2 separate regions of the Danio rerio genome follow, and region 2 is linked to region 1. The links are chromatin contacts, called in public HiCAR-type maps. All regions are on one chromosome and are shown on one strand. Each heading gives the region's core, a stretch centred on a gene start, on an enhancer-like site or on the middle of the called end of the contact. The rest is flanking DNA. Distances are from core to core; before and after follow the strand shown. Region 1 holds the start of osbpl3b (oxysterol binding protein-like 3b). Region 2 holds the start of gsdmeb (gasdermin Eb).

Region 1 (7,661 bases), core at 3,300-5,799:
TGGGATGCAGAGATACTAGGACATACACAAAGAGTTGGAATGTGAAAGAAATGGAAAGTGCACCATAATAGCACTGTAATACAATATTGATGGAAAAGTAAATTACAGTGTCTAATGCATCCTTTAGGTTTTGTACGGACTAGGATATACCAGGCACAGAAATAGAAAGTACAGATACAATAGAAAGGGCAACGAACACATACTGTACAGTGTACAGAGTAATATCTCTCCTCCTTGAAAATAAAGCAGAACACTTAAAGATTTCATATGATGGGAAGACTTATATAGACCATACATTCCAGTCAAATGCCAAGGTCACAGGGTTGACTCTCATGGAAATATATCAGTCAAACTATTCATTCATTCATTTTCTTTTCGGCTTAGTCCCTTCATCAATCCGTGGTCACCACAGCGGAATGAACCGCAAACTTATCCAGCACATTTTTATGCAGCGGATGCCCTTCCAGCCACAACCCATGTCTGGGAAACATGGGTTCACATTTACTCACACATACACTCATACACTACGGACAATTTAACCTACCCAATTCACCTGTACAGTCTTTGGACCCACGCGAACGAAGGGAGAACATGCAAACTCCACACAGAAATGGAGTTGTACATGTGTAAATGTATACCTTGGATGCAACTGACCCAGCTGAGGCTCAAACCAGCGACCCAGTGACCTTCTTGCTGTGAGGCGACAGCACTACCTACTGCGACACTGCGTCGCCACCAATCAAATTATATACAGTATATAAATGTATTAAAATGTAGATGTATACCTTGGATGTAAAGTACGTCATTTTGTATGTAAACTAAATGGCTAAATGTTATAAATGTTTAATATTATACCATAATTAACATAAATGAACATGATATGATGATTCATTAATGTGGCCAACCAGACAAAACACACCATTAGGTAAAAGTAAACATTAGGTAAAAGTCTTTCAATTACAGATAGACAGTGTGGCAGTATTGTGTCAACAATGATAAATAAGGTTATGTCATGTATACCAAGAGACCGCACATGATGCTGCATGTGTGAAGTTCAACAGATTCACATAACAAAACAACCTTCTTACAATATCAATATATCACTTGCATATGCAACCAAATTTTACACTAGTCAACCTAATAGACATAGCTACTGGTACTGGCTAATATATCGATTCGAGACTAAGTTAGACACTTGATTATTCGAGTAAGTTTAATGGACTTCAACTACACCTGACCTGAGCATTTGAGTGTTTTTATGATATTAATAATGTTCCATGCATCACTTGACTTTTCATTACATTAATGCTTGATTGATTGATGTATTTTTCTAAAAAGCTGTCGTTAAATTTTTTACACATATTTACATTATACTGTGCAACTGTTCGTCATCACTATATATTGAGATTAGCCGGACAACTCGATCCCATTTACAGTTAGTTCAAAATGCTGCTGCTGGTTTTTAAATCACTAAAGGGCTTGGCTCCTTTTTAGCTGTCAGACCTGTTGACTGAACAGTGCCTGGTCAGTCTCTTCGGTCATCAAACCAGAAACTTTTATGCATCCCTAAGTTGAGACTGAAGTGCAGGGGTGACCATGCTTTTGCAGTTTCGCAGCTGTGACATTGACATGTAAATGTTCATCTAAAAGTTCCACTTAAAAACAAAATATTAAATCAAATAAGGTGAAATACTTTTTAAAACCAATTTAGTTTTAATATAAAGCTTTTTGTTGTTGATTTTCCTAAATAAATTCACAATTTATATTATACATTTATATATAATACTGTTAAAGTGTTACTAAAAATACTAATACCATGAAATAAAATTTTTGTCATAGTGCCTAACTCTAAAAATAATTAAGACATTACTCAAACAGATAAATAAATAGATTTTTCATAGGTTTGTTTTCATATCACTGAACAGAAGGTTTTCTATAATTATTTATTCCTATAAGAATAAGGACTTTTCTATGCCTATTTTAAGTTTATTAATCTGTTTATGTGGCGAGGCAGTGGTGCAGTAGGTAGTGCTATCGCCTCACAGCAAGAAGGTCGCTGGTTCGAACCTCGGCTTAGTTGGCGTTTCTGTGTAGAGTTTGCATGTTCTTCCTGCCTTTGTGTGGGTTTCCTCCGGGTGCTCCGGTTTCCCCCACAGTCCAAAGACATGTGGTACAGGTGAATTGGGTAGGCTAAATTGTCCGTAGTGTATGAGTGTGTGTGTTTGAATGTGTGTGTGTGTGGATGTTTCCCAGATATGGGTTGCGGCTGGAAGGGCATCTGCTGTGAAAAAACTTGCTGCATAAGTTGGTGGTTCATTCCGCTGTGGCAACCCCGGATTAATAAAGCCGACAAGAAAATGAATGAACAATCTGTTTATTAATTCTGACAATATGATAACCTTGGATAAAAAATGTCACAGTATTGTGATTACTGTTTAAAAATAAGTTCTTTTTAAATGTCTAAAAATTATTTTAAGAAACATTTAAAATATTTTGGAGCAGTAAACGTCAGGCTAAATAATACAATTGAATTATTGACTTCTGCTTTCTTCATTTGTTTCAAAAACACAGATTTTTTTACATGTTAAAATGGTATCTTAGGAAGCATTTTCTGCTGGAGATACTAATCCTAATATAGGATTTTTAGGATATCCTAAAAACTAAAAAATAATAAACAAAATATCTTACACATACTGTACCCTAGGAATGGCATTACAAAAAATGTATCTGTTTTAAAACCTTGACTTTTTCAAACCACAGTATACTTTGAAAACGGTTATCGTCCCATGCATAATTGCATGTGTCTGTGCATTAAATTAATTACACATATTTTTATTCATTTTCCTAGTACAGTAGTTAACACAATAGGTTAAAGCTTCATTTCTGATAATGTAGTTTTGATCATGAGGCAGCATATACAGCTGCCATTCATAATTTTACATGTTACTGAAGACATCTGCTGTATGCCAGATCCATTTTCAGTCAATGCTGCTGGAAACAAGCCTTTTCACACATCTCTGCAAAAATCAACAGTGGTCCAAGCTACGCACAGGGCAGTTTGACACCCTCTTCTATCCAATTATATTTTGTATGACAGGTTGAGGAAATTTACAATAACAATAACTGACTTGATGTACATTTGTGCCATGTACATCAATATATATTTAGCATTTATTTTGCACTGAGTTTATATTGACAGATAAAGTAAAAGGAAGAGAAAGAGCATCCTATTCATAGCTACTACATTTCAATGGCTGTTAAGAGAGATAAAAATCAGTCCACCTCCAGAGTATCTTGCAGTTAAAATATGCACAAATTGAGCTCAGAGACACTTCACTCTCCCTTTAAACGATGTGTTAGCGAGTATACTTCACTGGCACACAGTTCTGGTCGGTACTAGTACATACATAGGAAAACACATTTCACAATCTGTTACCATGGTGACACTGAAATTACAAAAGAGTCCATTTCTAATGGATACATTGCATTTTGTCACATTCAGATGGTGTACACAGTCATCTCAAATACATTGATAGCAATTGTTCTAATCAAATCCTCATCATCTTTGCCTTTATCATCAGCATGTCATTGTACTAAGGTAATAAAGCTTGTAAGTTGTACTGTAGATTGCTTGTTATTTAATCCGTTTGAAGTGCAGACACCAAATTTCCTACTGCAACTTTAATGAAGCCATTTGCATCTAAAGAGATTAAGTCATCAACAGAGCAATACTCTGATGCTGACACATGAAGAAATATATGACTTATAAAACCTTGACAAGCCAAAACACCTAACAAACCAGCCAAAATGCCTTCTGCTCTTCAAAAATAACGTAACGCCATGCACGTGTAACTTAACAACTGTTTATAAAAGAAAAACCAACCCTTAATTTAGGGATTACTAATACGCAACTAACAGACTAACGTTTCTAGACTTTTCTTGCCAAAAGGGATTTTTTATATATGCAATCCAATCGTCCACGCCCGATAAAAAAGATAAACACGAGATATAACGTTACTGTTATTACACTGTCTTGACATGGTAGTTACAGTACTTGTAAATCATGCATAGACATGTTTCCGGATTGCACGGTATGTTGGACTAATAAATGTGTGGAGAAAAAAATAACGAAACGCCATGACACAGTTAACAGCAGTCGTAAGCTATAACTGAGGAAGTTTAGACTTACCTTTTAAACTGGAGATATTGTTAAAATGACCGCCACTTCCGGAGGAGTAGAAAACTGCCAAAAGAACTACGAAATGTATCCGCGCGGCATCTTGTCGACAACACAAGTATCAAACAAACAAACAAAAAAGATTTGAGTAGACTGTCTTCTCTTGTATCGTTAGCCTAAAGTTTACGTTAGGTACTAACGTAACAAACCTTCACGCAAAACATACGGGTCCAGTGAAATACTGGAACAAAATAACTTTTATTTTATATGTAGAAATAAAACGGTTAAACGTAGCATTCAGGGCTGAATCAAAAACGAGTCCATAGCATGTACAGTCCTCGCACTCACTGTGCAAATAAAAGATGCTGATGTGCGCGTGGGTTCTGCTGCGGGCGGTTCGCAGATGCAATTGAAAGTGGCCTTTACCAATCAGCGGGGGAATTACCACCTACGTCACTCTAAAAGGCGGTGCTACATCAAGTTGACAGCACCTTTTCCGTGACGTTGTCGCATTCTCACTAGCACTAAATAAATGTAAGTTCAATGTTATCAGGACTCAATTTGGTCGCTTTTTAGTCAGTTTTATCATATGAATGGTTATCTTTAAGATACTATCCAAATGATTTCCTAATTTATGAATGCATCTTTGATTAAGTGCTTCAGCAACTTGACATTTTAAATAGGCTAATATTTGGTAATGGATGTTGGTCAGTGTGAAGGTCACTGCAAGTCACTTTGTACAGAAAACACATTTAAAAATATGGCATTTCCAGACACATTTGACACCTTTCAAGGTGGACTATAAATTTCACCATTCATGACTGATTCATGTACTTAAGAAAAACTTCATTTTCTTTAAATCTGGCTTAATATACAGTTAAAGTCAGAGTGTGTGTGTTTGTGTGTGTGTGTATAAGTAATCAGATTTCAACATTTTACTCAAACCAATACCTAATAATTCTAGTCGACCTTTATAAACATCATTATTAAGTGTGTATTTATTTATTTTTTCTATTTATGTATTTATTTACAGGACATAACAAAAGCACATGTATTTTATGACTTGACCTTTTGCCTAAATGGCAGTCTGTTGAAAATATTGACATCTTAACAGCATGATTTCAGAAAATTGTCTCCCAGAATTGTCAAAACATGTGAAAGATAAACAAGCTCAAGCAGACATGACAGAATTTTTTTCCACAACAGCATTGATTGTTGCTAGTTTAAACATTTGAATCATTATTATAATGGCAATTTTAGTCATTTTCAATTCAGTGCTAGAGGTCGGAGTTAAGAAGGGGCACTTACTCATTCAGCTGTGATTACATTTTATGATTTATGAGATTTAGCTGATTGAGTTCTCCAATACTTTAAACTTATTTAGATATGCACATCCTCCTCTTTGTTAGCATCATCCACTCAGCCACATAAATTATGTGCACGCTGTCACTATGACAACACAAATAAGTCACCAATAAGAAAGAAGTGGACAAATCTACAGAGAATACATGATCCAATAATTAACCTAAATAACTGCAGAAGATTCAAGAGTGCTCAAGAGCAAAAGCCTTTAGTGTGATGTCAAATCCATCAGCAGCAATGAGCTTCATAACACATGCGGAGCATAATATCTTTTATCAGTTTGGTGTTGCCGGTAATGGATGAGAAAGAAAAAACAGAGGAGGAATGTTGAGGGTATTGTTAGTCATAATCGGACATGCTGTGTATTCTGGGGGTGTGTTCACCAAGCTGCGCATATTTTTAGCACATTCCTGGGGTATTACACACACCCTCATCATTGAGAGTGCTTATGTGTGTTAGAGGACACAGTATTCATTCATGTCAAGTGGGTTTGTGCGTGACTGCACTGGAAATGTGTGGGCTTCCACCAGAAACTAGATGCAAACAATAACCGTGCAGCATTCTTTTTACAGTTTGCACCCAACATGACTTAAAAATGTTCCCAAACCAAACAATTCATGGAAGTTCAAGTGCATTTTGTCTTCAACAGTCTTCAAATAAGCACATAGTTCAATGTTTCTCTTTATAGTTAGAAATTTTTATATTAATAGGATATCTTTAAATAGTATCTCATATGTAGTCTACAATATACTGTACATAAAATTAGAGCAGAATTCATAAGATTTGTATAATCATAAATAGTAAAACTAATTAGAAGTTCTCAGACAGGAGACCAGGGTCAATATCTTCAAAACATATTCATGTTTTAGTTCAGTTATGTGCAAAAGTGCTGAAACCATAAAAGAAAAAAACACAGTGAATAAAACATCATATTTATAATCATACACACTTTATTGTAAGTACAATAGATTAAAAAAAATCTAACAATCAGCTAAGATACTAGAGCTTTGAGTATTGTCTTGGAGCGAAAGGGCCCTTGAAGACTAATAAAGATAGAGGACTTTGGTATCTTAAAATTTCTAAAGAAAGAAAATGCTTCCATCTAGTGGTGATTTTCTTTAAAACAGGATTAATGAAAAAAATTCTCACAGCCTGGTGAAAGGGGTGGTTCTTTTTTCTCAAAAGTGGACCTTTTCAACTAACAAGCAACAAGCCATTTTCAGCTACAAAATTTCCACCACTAGATACCCAGGAAACAATTTTGTGTTTAATAGATGTCTAATAGACATCTAAATGTAGACAGCTTGGCTAAAACAAGGCTAAACTTGGGTGTTAGTGAAAATCTAATAGACATATAAGAATAGCCCAAAACTAAACTAGTCATCAAATGGACCAATTAGACAGACTTTATACGTGTAGTCATTCATTTCTGTTTATCTGATAACTAGTCTAGTTTTGGCCTATTAGACGTCTTCTAGATTTACACTGGCAACCCAAATTTTGCCTTGTTTTAGCCAAGAAGACTATGTTTAGATGTCTATTAGACATCTTTAAAAAGCAAAAACGCCTGCTGTGTATTTTCTCCTTTTGAGGCCATTCTTTGTTAAAGGCATAGTTAGTTCAAGCAAACGGAATGGAAAAATGGAAAACTCATCATACACAAATGTAACACGGGGAGTGACAATGACAACTCAGGTTTGGATCCAAATGCAAGTTTAAGTCAGGGAAGCAATAGTCAATATGGGTGCAAACAGGTGTTTAGAGGCAGTCCAGAATCATAATCAGAAAACAGGTGAGAGGTCAGAAGGCAGGCGGCTAAACAGGAGAACTTGATAAACAGGGCTAAGAACAAAACACAGGAAAACAAGTCTAAGAGACCATGTAGGAGATCTAGGAGACCATCACTAACAGTAAACAAGACTCGGCAATGTGAATGAGTGTGTATGTGCTGCTTAAATAGTGTGTGTAATCAGGCTTTGACAATCCTCAGGTGGTGAGAATGTAATCAGTCTAAATAAGGAAGCAGGTGTGTGTGTGTGTGTGTGTGTGTGTGTGTGTGTGCGTGTGCGTGCGTGCGTGCGTGCGTGCGTGCGTGTGTGTGTGTGTGTGTGTGGCATGAGTG
Region 2 (7,661 bases), core at 1,865-4,364, 180 kb before region 1:
AGATTTCTTCATGTAAACAACATACCCACAATAAACCATCAAGATCCTGGCTTGACAGCCATATTTATTAAAGAAATTAAAATACAGGCATGTTAATGACATTTAAATTTCAAAACAATCAATGCCAATAAAGAAAACATTGATTTCCATGTTGGATTCTAAGTGGACTGCAAAAAAATGCCAAAATACAGGAATTGCAGATATGGAAAATGAAAAATTATAATAAAAAACTATAGAATACAAACTGTTGCACTCATTGTAGTTTTATTGCTGTGAGTTGAAAACATTAGTTATAGAGTAGAAACAATTTTGCCTAATCCTCCTTTACATTCATCCAGTTGCTAAAACTAGGAGTATCCCGCAAGTGCACAGAGACTCGCAAATGCCCGCAAATGAATGATAATTTCTCGTAAACCGGTCGTTAAATACATTGCACACCCCTCTCCCTCGCATCCCTCCTAGCTGTTCAGGTAGCCTATGTCGCGCGCAACTCACCCTCACCGTCCTTCAGGTACGTCTTGCGCACACATGCTCCTACTCAGATACGTCGCTTACGTCACCCCTGACATCCCTCAACGGACCTGACACAGACACACACACAGACGCACACACAACGCGCCCCAACGGCCTTCCATACTGGAGCGACTCTCCTCAGATTCAACATGCATGATCACGTTCATCGAATTTGCTTAAACTAAGCGTTTTAAAGTATTACTGTATTTCACAAGGATTCTGACACAACAACGCAAAGCAAACGCTTTCGTTGCATTTAATGAAGAAACTTGGAGGGCTCATGCTGAAAGGCAGAGTAATGCCCTGTCTTTGACAGCTTGTGACTTCACCAGAGACTTTATGAGTAGATTCACATAAGACACCAATACTCCGATTTTAATATGATTAAGATAATACTCTTATTAAAATTCTACCGTGTAGCCTAAGCACCGATTTTATTACCTTAAAGCAACACCGAGTCATGAAATGCGGAGGATTTTCTTCCTGTTCGCCATGCGGTATCGACTTACAACAGAAGTCGAAAGTTAAAAATGAAACACCCGAAATTGCATAAAACTCTGGATAACCTGATGCAACTAATTGTTTTATACTGAAACTTGCCTTCAAAAAGTGCTTCCTGGGACTTATCCACATTTCTTGCATGTTACACACACGTCCACCACAACAGGAAATAAAAAAGACCTGCAACTGCGTTAATTGCGTTAATTTTTTTAACGCGTTAATTATTTCAAATTAATCGCATGCGTTAACGCACTAAATTTGACAGCGCTAATATATATATATATATATATATATATATATATATATATATATATATATATATATATATATATATATATATATATATAAATATATATATATATATAAATATAAATATATACACACACACATACACGCACACACACACACACGTTTTATAGTGGTATGTCTTTGAAAGTCATGGATTATAGATTTCAGTAAAGAATGATTGTAATGTACTATACCTGGATTTATGGGATCTCCAACTAGAACATCACTCAGTTTGAAGTCTGTTGGCTTGTATTTGGGTTGCTGCCAAAACCAGTATCGGTTACGCTTGATGACCAGCGCCTGAGGACTAAGACCATCTGAGTCATTCAGGCACAACACTGGGATCAGGAAACCTTCAGAGTCTATCTCAGAGAGCAGGTTCTTAGTGGCTTTTGCAAACATCTTCAATGCTGACAAGAAGACTTTTGAGGATCAGCTGGGAAAAAAAAACATGCATTAAGTGCATTTTCATTCAAAGCATGATTTCTGAGGAATATTTCTTAGTCCTTAGTGCATCTGTTATGAAAATTATACAAGGTTTTATTATGCAAATACATCACTATAGTTTTTGGTGCAATGATAACCAATTGTTATAGAACCACATTTTTCACTACAAATACCATTGCTAATCTATGGTTAGTCATGGTTGATTTCTGGTAACCATGGTTTATTTACAATAACCATGTTATTTTTTTTAGTAATATTATAGTAAGATTTCACTGCAACAAAGACACCTTAAATAAATGCATTAAATTATGGCCACTAAATGGCCATATATATAAATATAGAACGCTGGTCACTGTAGATTATAAATGGCCTGTTTGAGGTTTGGCAAAGAAAAAAAGAGAAATATATATATTTGTTATGTGTAAAATTTTTATATATATATATATATATATATATATATATATATATATATATATATATATATATATATATATATATATATATATATATATATATAGTAAAATATATATTATAACCCACGGTTTGGAACACAAGTGACCCACAGATAATTACTTCCTAAAATCCTTCATAAATCCTAAATTTGTAACAATCGCAGAGAGATTCAGTCTTAATCTTTTGAGTTAGTTATAAAGTTACCGGGATAACAGTTTATAGTTTAGACAAAACCAGTATTATTTATCCTAAAGATTACAATTACAATCATATGCATTTAACTTGATGCTCAAATTAAATTAAAATTGTAGGCAGCAATTACATTATTTAACCAATAGGTCCAGCAATCAAAATATGCCACTGCATAATTCTTCAAAAACAACCCATTTAGCAATGAAACATGAAGTTTTATGAGTGAATAACTGAATCATTTATTGAAAATGAGATTAAAAATAAATATTGGTTCTACAGATTATGTTAGATTTACATCAGTAACAGTAGTAGTAACACACACACACACAGAGAAATAAGCAACAAAACAGGGTCTTATGAATTGTGTTGTGATGCATTCAAAAAAATGTTAACGAGGACACTGTATGCATAGCAACAACAATATTACGGTGTCTACGTTATTCTAGTTTAGTAATTACTAACTAGTAACGTTACCTCGTACATAATTTAGTGTTATGCTGACGTTGTATGGACAAATAGGTACAAAGGTAACGTTAGAGAGGACCGTGAATAAAATTCTACCGAAATTGTTTGTTTTGTCAGAATTGACCAAATTGCGCTAAATTTCTGTTAAAGTAACTAAAACAACTTGTTGAAAACTTGCAAACAAAGACCTCGTGCTTACCGTGGTCTTTTCTCGTGGTTGTTTGACTGTAGACACACTTATAAACAAAAGCCCAGGCAGCAAGACATCGTCGAAGCGCGGCTACTTCTATGTTGTGTCTGTTTAGCTCCGCCCCAAAACGTTTCATTGGCTTACTGACAGGCAACGATAATTTCATTCGCTACGCAGATTGTCAGTCAAGTTTTTTACTTCTCTTTTACATTAGAGAATGCATGAGTTGTCATTGAAGTTGTTTACATCTTTCAAGCTGTGTACAAGTGACGCAGCACGCAGCAACACTTAAATGACTTTAGAGAAGAATTCATGGAAGAAACTTAATAAATTGCGTGTTCCAAATTCTTTTTTTTAAATTATCATTATACATAATACATGTATGTGTTTTCATTGATAGGGTATTCTTCAATTGCTGTGGAAGCATCCTTCTACTTTGCAAATGTTAACATTAAATTTTTTGCATAGTTGTTTTCTTTAAGTTTAAAAAAGTAAACTGGTAAAAATGACCATTTTGATTTAACATCCAATTATTGTCAAATGTCCTACAATTTCACAAGCCACACTTTATTAGTCTGTGATGTTAACCTTTAACTGTTTTGTTTGTTGCATAACAACAGAAAAGTGGTCACATTACATACGAAAGTATACCAGGTTATGAGAAGCAATTAGGTCAAATAAATTTGTCCTGTATAGGTGTCCTGAATAGATGTAGCTACTTAAAAGCATTCATTTCCCTTGATAATTATATAAAGGCTACCAACTGTAAATACTTTGATGCAATAATTTTAAAAAGAACAAGCATTTTTGCAATAAGCTAGCTGTAATGTGAATCACACACCAACAAGGATCAACAGGAAGTCGACTTGTTTTTTTTTTAATGTGCTCCTATTGTTGGTTGTATTTGTTTTTTTGTATACATTTAATGAAATGGGGAATGGAAGACGACTGCAGAGGACAATTAGAAGTACATTAAGTCAGTAGTTCCCAAAGTGGGGGTCACAAGACAATGAAGAGGCACGAGGGGTCACTTGGGGATTTCCAAACTCAAATAAATTGATTAAACTGTTAGAATTATCATATTTTATTCATAACCCACAGAAGATAGTTAATAGTTACGTAAAGAAACAACAACGACATACAAATAAAAAGCCACCAGTCTTTGTTTTTTTAAACATTAATATTACATTTAATTAATTAATGACTATAAAAATTAAATTGCTGCTGCACTTTTGTGTTGTCAAAATGTTCATGCTTATATATGCCTATATTTGTGTGTGCAACATTTACAGTATAACCACCTTGAAAAATGGGGGTCCTGAGTCACTGACATTGTTATTTTGGGGGTCACAGGGCTGAAAAGTTTGGGAACCCCTGCTTTAACTCACATTTGTGGTGGGCTCTTGCAGTTAAAACATGTTAGTGGTGAATTGATTGTCATTAAGTAAGGGTAAAATTTTGCACTGTGTGATCTAATGTGTTAAACTATTTGAGAAATAGTCATAGGTTTTTTGTAAATAAAGGAATACTCTTTTCATATAATCTGGTGTTCAGCCCAGACTGCTACACCTAAATAAATAAATAAATAAAGGTGAAAGTAGAAGAGTCAAGCATCAAATAGGAAAGAACTTCAGAAGTAGACATTATTTATACTGTTGGATATACTGTCATTTTTCAATGATGGAATCAGATGAACCTACTCAAAATTAAATGTCTTACCAAAATGGTCAGTGTAAGATTCCCCTAAATTAGGCACCAGATTCAGCAAAGTTCAGCAGGTCGACCCGGAGACATGAGAAGAGACCAAACTGTAGTTAGAATGGTTTATTCTGCAAGTCTGATGATAAGGATGAGCAGGGACATATATACATAGTGGGCTGACCTTTAAAAGTTATACAGAAGAAGGAAGACACTCTTAATATGGGCATGTCATACAAACAGAATAAAGAAGAAATGTATATATAGCGGGGGCTTTCCAGTGTGGGAGCTGTCTGCAAGACCGAAACCAGATGTTGACCATCAGACCTCCGATGCACACACACACAAAAAACCACAGACACTTCTGCTTCTCATGCAAGCACACTTAAAGAAAGAGATAGAATGTTCTCTCAGTCAGTTTAAAGCCCATTTTAATGAAACCCTTATTCTTATATAGTAGAGCAATTAATTTGAAGTGAATGGTTGATACTGAAGATAATGTCCTTATCATGAAAGCCAAAAGGCACACATATATGCTGACCCCAAATGATAAATCAATTATCAGTGTTTAAAAGCTGGCATGACCAACTGTTTACAACCCTCTGAGAGCGACAAGTACACTTGCCAAATGTGCACTACAAATATTCCTCTGGGTAAAAAGCCTATAGTATATAGATCTTTTTATAGATCTATATATGCAAGTTCATGTCCATCCATTAAGCTTATACTGTAATTGTTTATTAATTCAAAGGTCAAATAAATTTTCTGGACAGACATCGCAAAAAAATAACATTGCATCCATTCATTTTAGTTGAAGGTTTTGAAATGTTGTTATTTAGTCATTTTTGTTGAATATTTGTATTACCTCAAAGCTGGATCAAATGGACAAACTCAACAGTTGTGTTGGGGAGTGTAAATTACTCTTGTTGCTATCAAACTATTGAAGAACACTTGAATCACAATTTGAGAATATTTCGTGTGCTGCTTTGCACAAATCATATGCTGATGTAGACTGGTGAGTACTGCTATTGTGTTGGTCAAAGGGACTAGCAGAGAGTCATGTTGTTCTCAAGCTAAATGGTTCCCCAACATGATTTTGCATGCTTGGATGTGAATGGACCAGTTGTTTGTATGCCATTAATGAGTTTGCTTGAGTATTTCTATATTTCATATTAAAACATAGTTGCATTGTACAACCCAAATTTTGAAAAGAACCACATTTTTGTAGTTTTTTGTAATTTAATCAAAAATATGTGATTTGTTTATTCTTTTTAAGCTTTAATTATTTAACAAAATACAAAGAACACATTTCCAAGGTTTTTAGTCATCAAATACATAATTTTTGTTAATATCAACAGTTTTTATTTTGATGATTGCAACACATTCCCTCCGTGTGCTCCGGTTTCCCCCACAGTTCAAAGACGTGCGCTACAGGTCAATTGAATATACTAAATTTAACCACAGTGTATGAGTGTGTGTGTGAATGTGAGAGTGTGTGGGTGTTTCCAAGTACAGTGTTGAGGCTGGAAGGGCATCCGCTGCAAAACACATATGCTTGGGATTGGCAGTTCATAACGTGGTGGTGACCACTGATAAATCAGAGACTACGCTAAAGGAAAATGAATGAATGAACACATTCCAAAAAATCAGGATGGGGTATATTTAAGAAACTTTCAAGCCAACTTTTTGCCAAATAGAAGGGATTTTCAATTAGAGATAAATCTAGACTCTACATGCAGGTAACTGAAGCACAATCATTCTATTGTTTAGAACACTTCTTATTGTAATAGTAACTTTAAACATACTTAAACATTTGGGATGTTTTTGGAGCTATTTATATATCCTCGGGTGAGATCTTGAATATGTTTTAGTGAGTCGGTTATTTGGGTTTTATGCTTGTCTTTTCTCTGCTTCTTTCATTAATTCTGCTTGTTGCAAAACTGCTTCAGTTACTTACAGTTTCTCTTTATGTTTTGAGACCACATGAACACTGAACAGTGTTTATTTAACACAAAGGATTTTGCTGTGCCAAAATAATTGTAACCTGCCTTATGATATGTTTAATAAACATATTCAAATGACTAAATTATTGATCCTTATTTAAATATGAACATACATTTATGTGATGTTTTTTTGTTGTTGTAGGGGCGTCACAGTGGCGCAGTGGGTAGCACAATCACCTCACAGCAAGAAGGTCAATGGCTTGAGCCCCGGCTGGGTCAGCTGGCTTTTATGTGTGGGCTTGCATGTTCTCCCCTATTCTCGTGGGTTTCCCTGAAGGTGTTTTGGTTTCCACCCCAGTTTAAAGACATGTGGTGTAGAATTGGGTATAGGCTAAATTGCCCTTAGTGTATGTGTGTAAATGGGAGTGTAGGGGTGTTTCCCAGTGATGGGTTGCTACTGGAAGGGCATCCGCTGCGTAAAACATATCCTCGATAAGTGGTGGTTCATTTCACTGTGGCAACCCCAAATTAATAATGGGACTTAGCTGAAAAGAAAATGAATGTTTTTACTGAGATAATACCAGCACCTACTGTATAGGATAACATATGCTGGTCCACAAGCAAACCAGCATCTCACGCTGGTACAGACATGCAAAACATGAAAGAGATTCTTCTTACACACCTGCTTCTCGTGCTATAGAACGGAATTGTTCAAGCAACCAGCATGTTTGGGTCGGCAAAAAAAGGAAATTAATTCAAGCCAAGTTAAAAACTAAAACATCAATTGAAAACAAACTGAGAAACCTTGAAAGAAACCATGCAGGATCATGGGATCAGATCTCTGACCAAATGGAAAAAGATTCAGGGCTGCAGTCTTAAAGATGTCCATGGCCTTGAGAAGGATGTTTCCATTGTGATGGAAGTGCAGGTTTAAATTTGTCTTGTGCAGGTTTACAGTCGCCAAAGTCTAC

Evidence for each region. HiCAR-type assays count read pairs that join an accessible place to other places.
Region 2: a contact with region 1 is called in a HiCAR-type map of caudal fin, with 7 times the contacts expected there. The contact joins the promoter of gsdmeb here to the promoter of osbpl3b in region 1. A contact is called at or near these places in 2 of 18 Hi-C or Micro-C datasets (caudal fin and an unstated tissue) and 1 of 4 datasets of contacts at active chromatin or transcription factors (caudal fin).

The regions. Positions count from the first base shown.
Region 1 is chr16:22,592,031-22,599,691 of GRCz12tu, reverse strand. osbpl3b (oxysterol binding protein-like 3b) reads right to left here and starts at 4,549. Exons shown (of 23, transcript XM_691235.8): 1 at 4,190-4,549. The region is part of intron 1 of LOC137487900 (a long non-coding RNA gene); the gene reads right to left.
Region 2 is chr16:22,773,267-22,780,927 of GRCz12tu, reverse strand. It overlaps gsdmeb (gasdermin Eb), which reads right to left and starts at 3,114. Exons shown (of 10, transcript NM_001001947.1): 1 at 3,059-3,114; 2 at 1,497-1,738. The coding sequence starts at 1,704. The region is part of intron 1 of LOC137487900 (a long non-coding RNA gene); the gene reads right to left.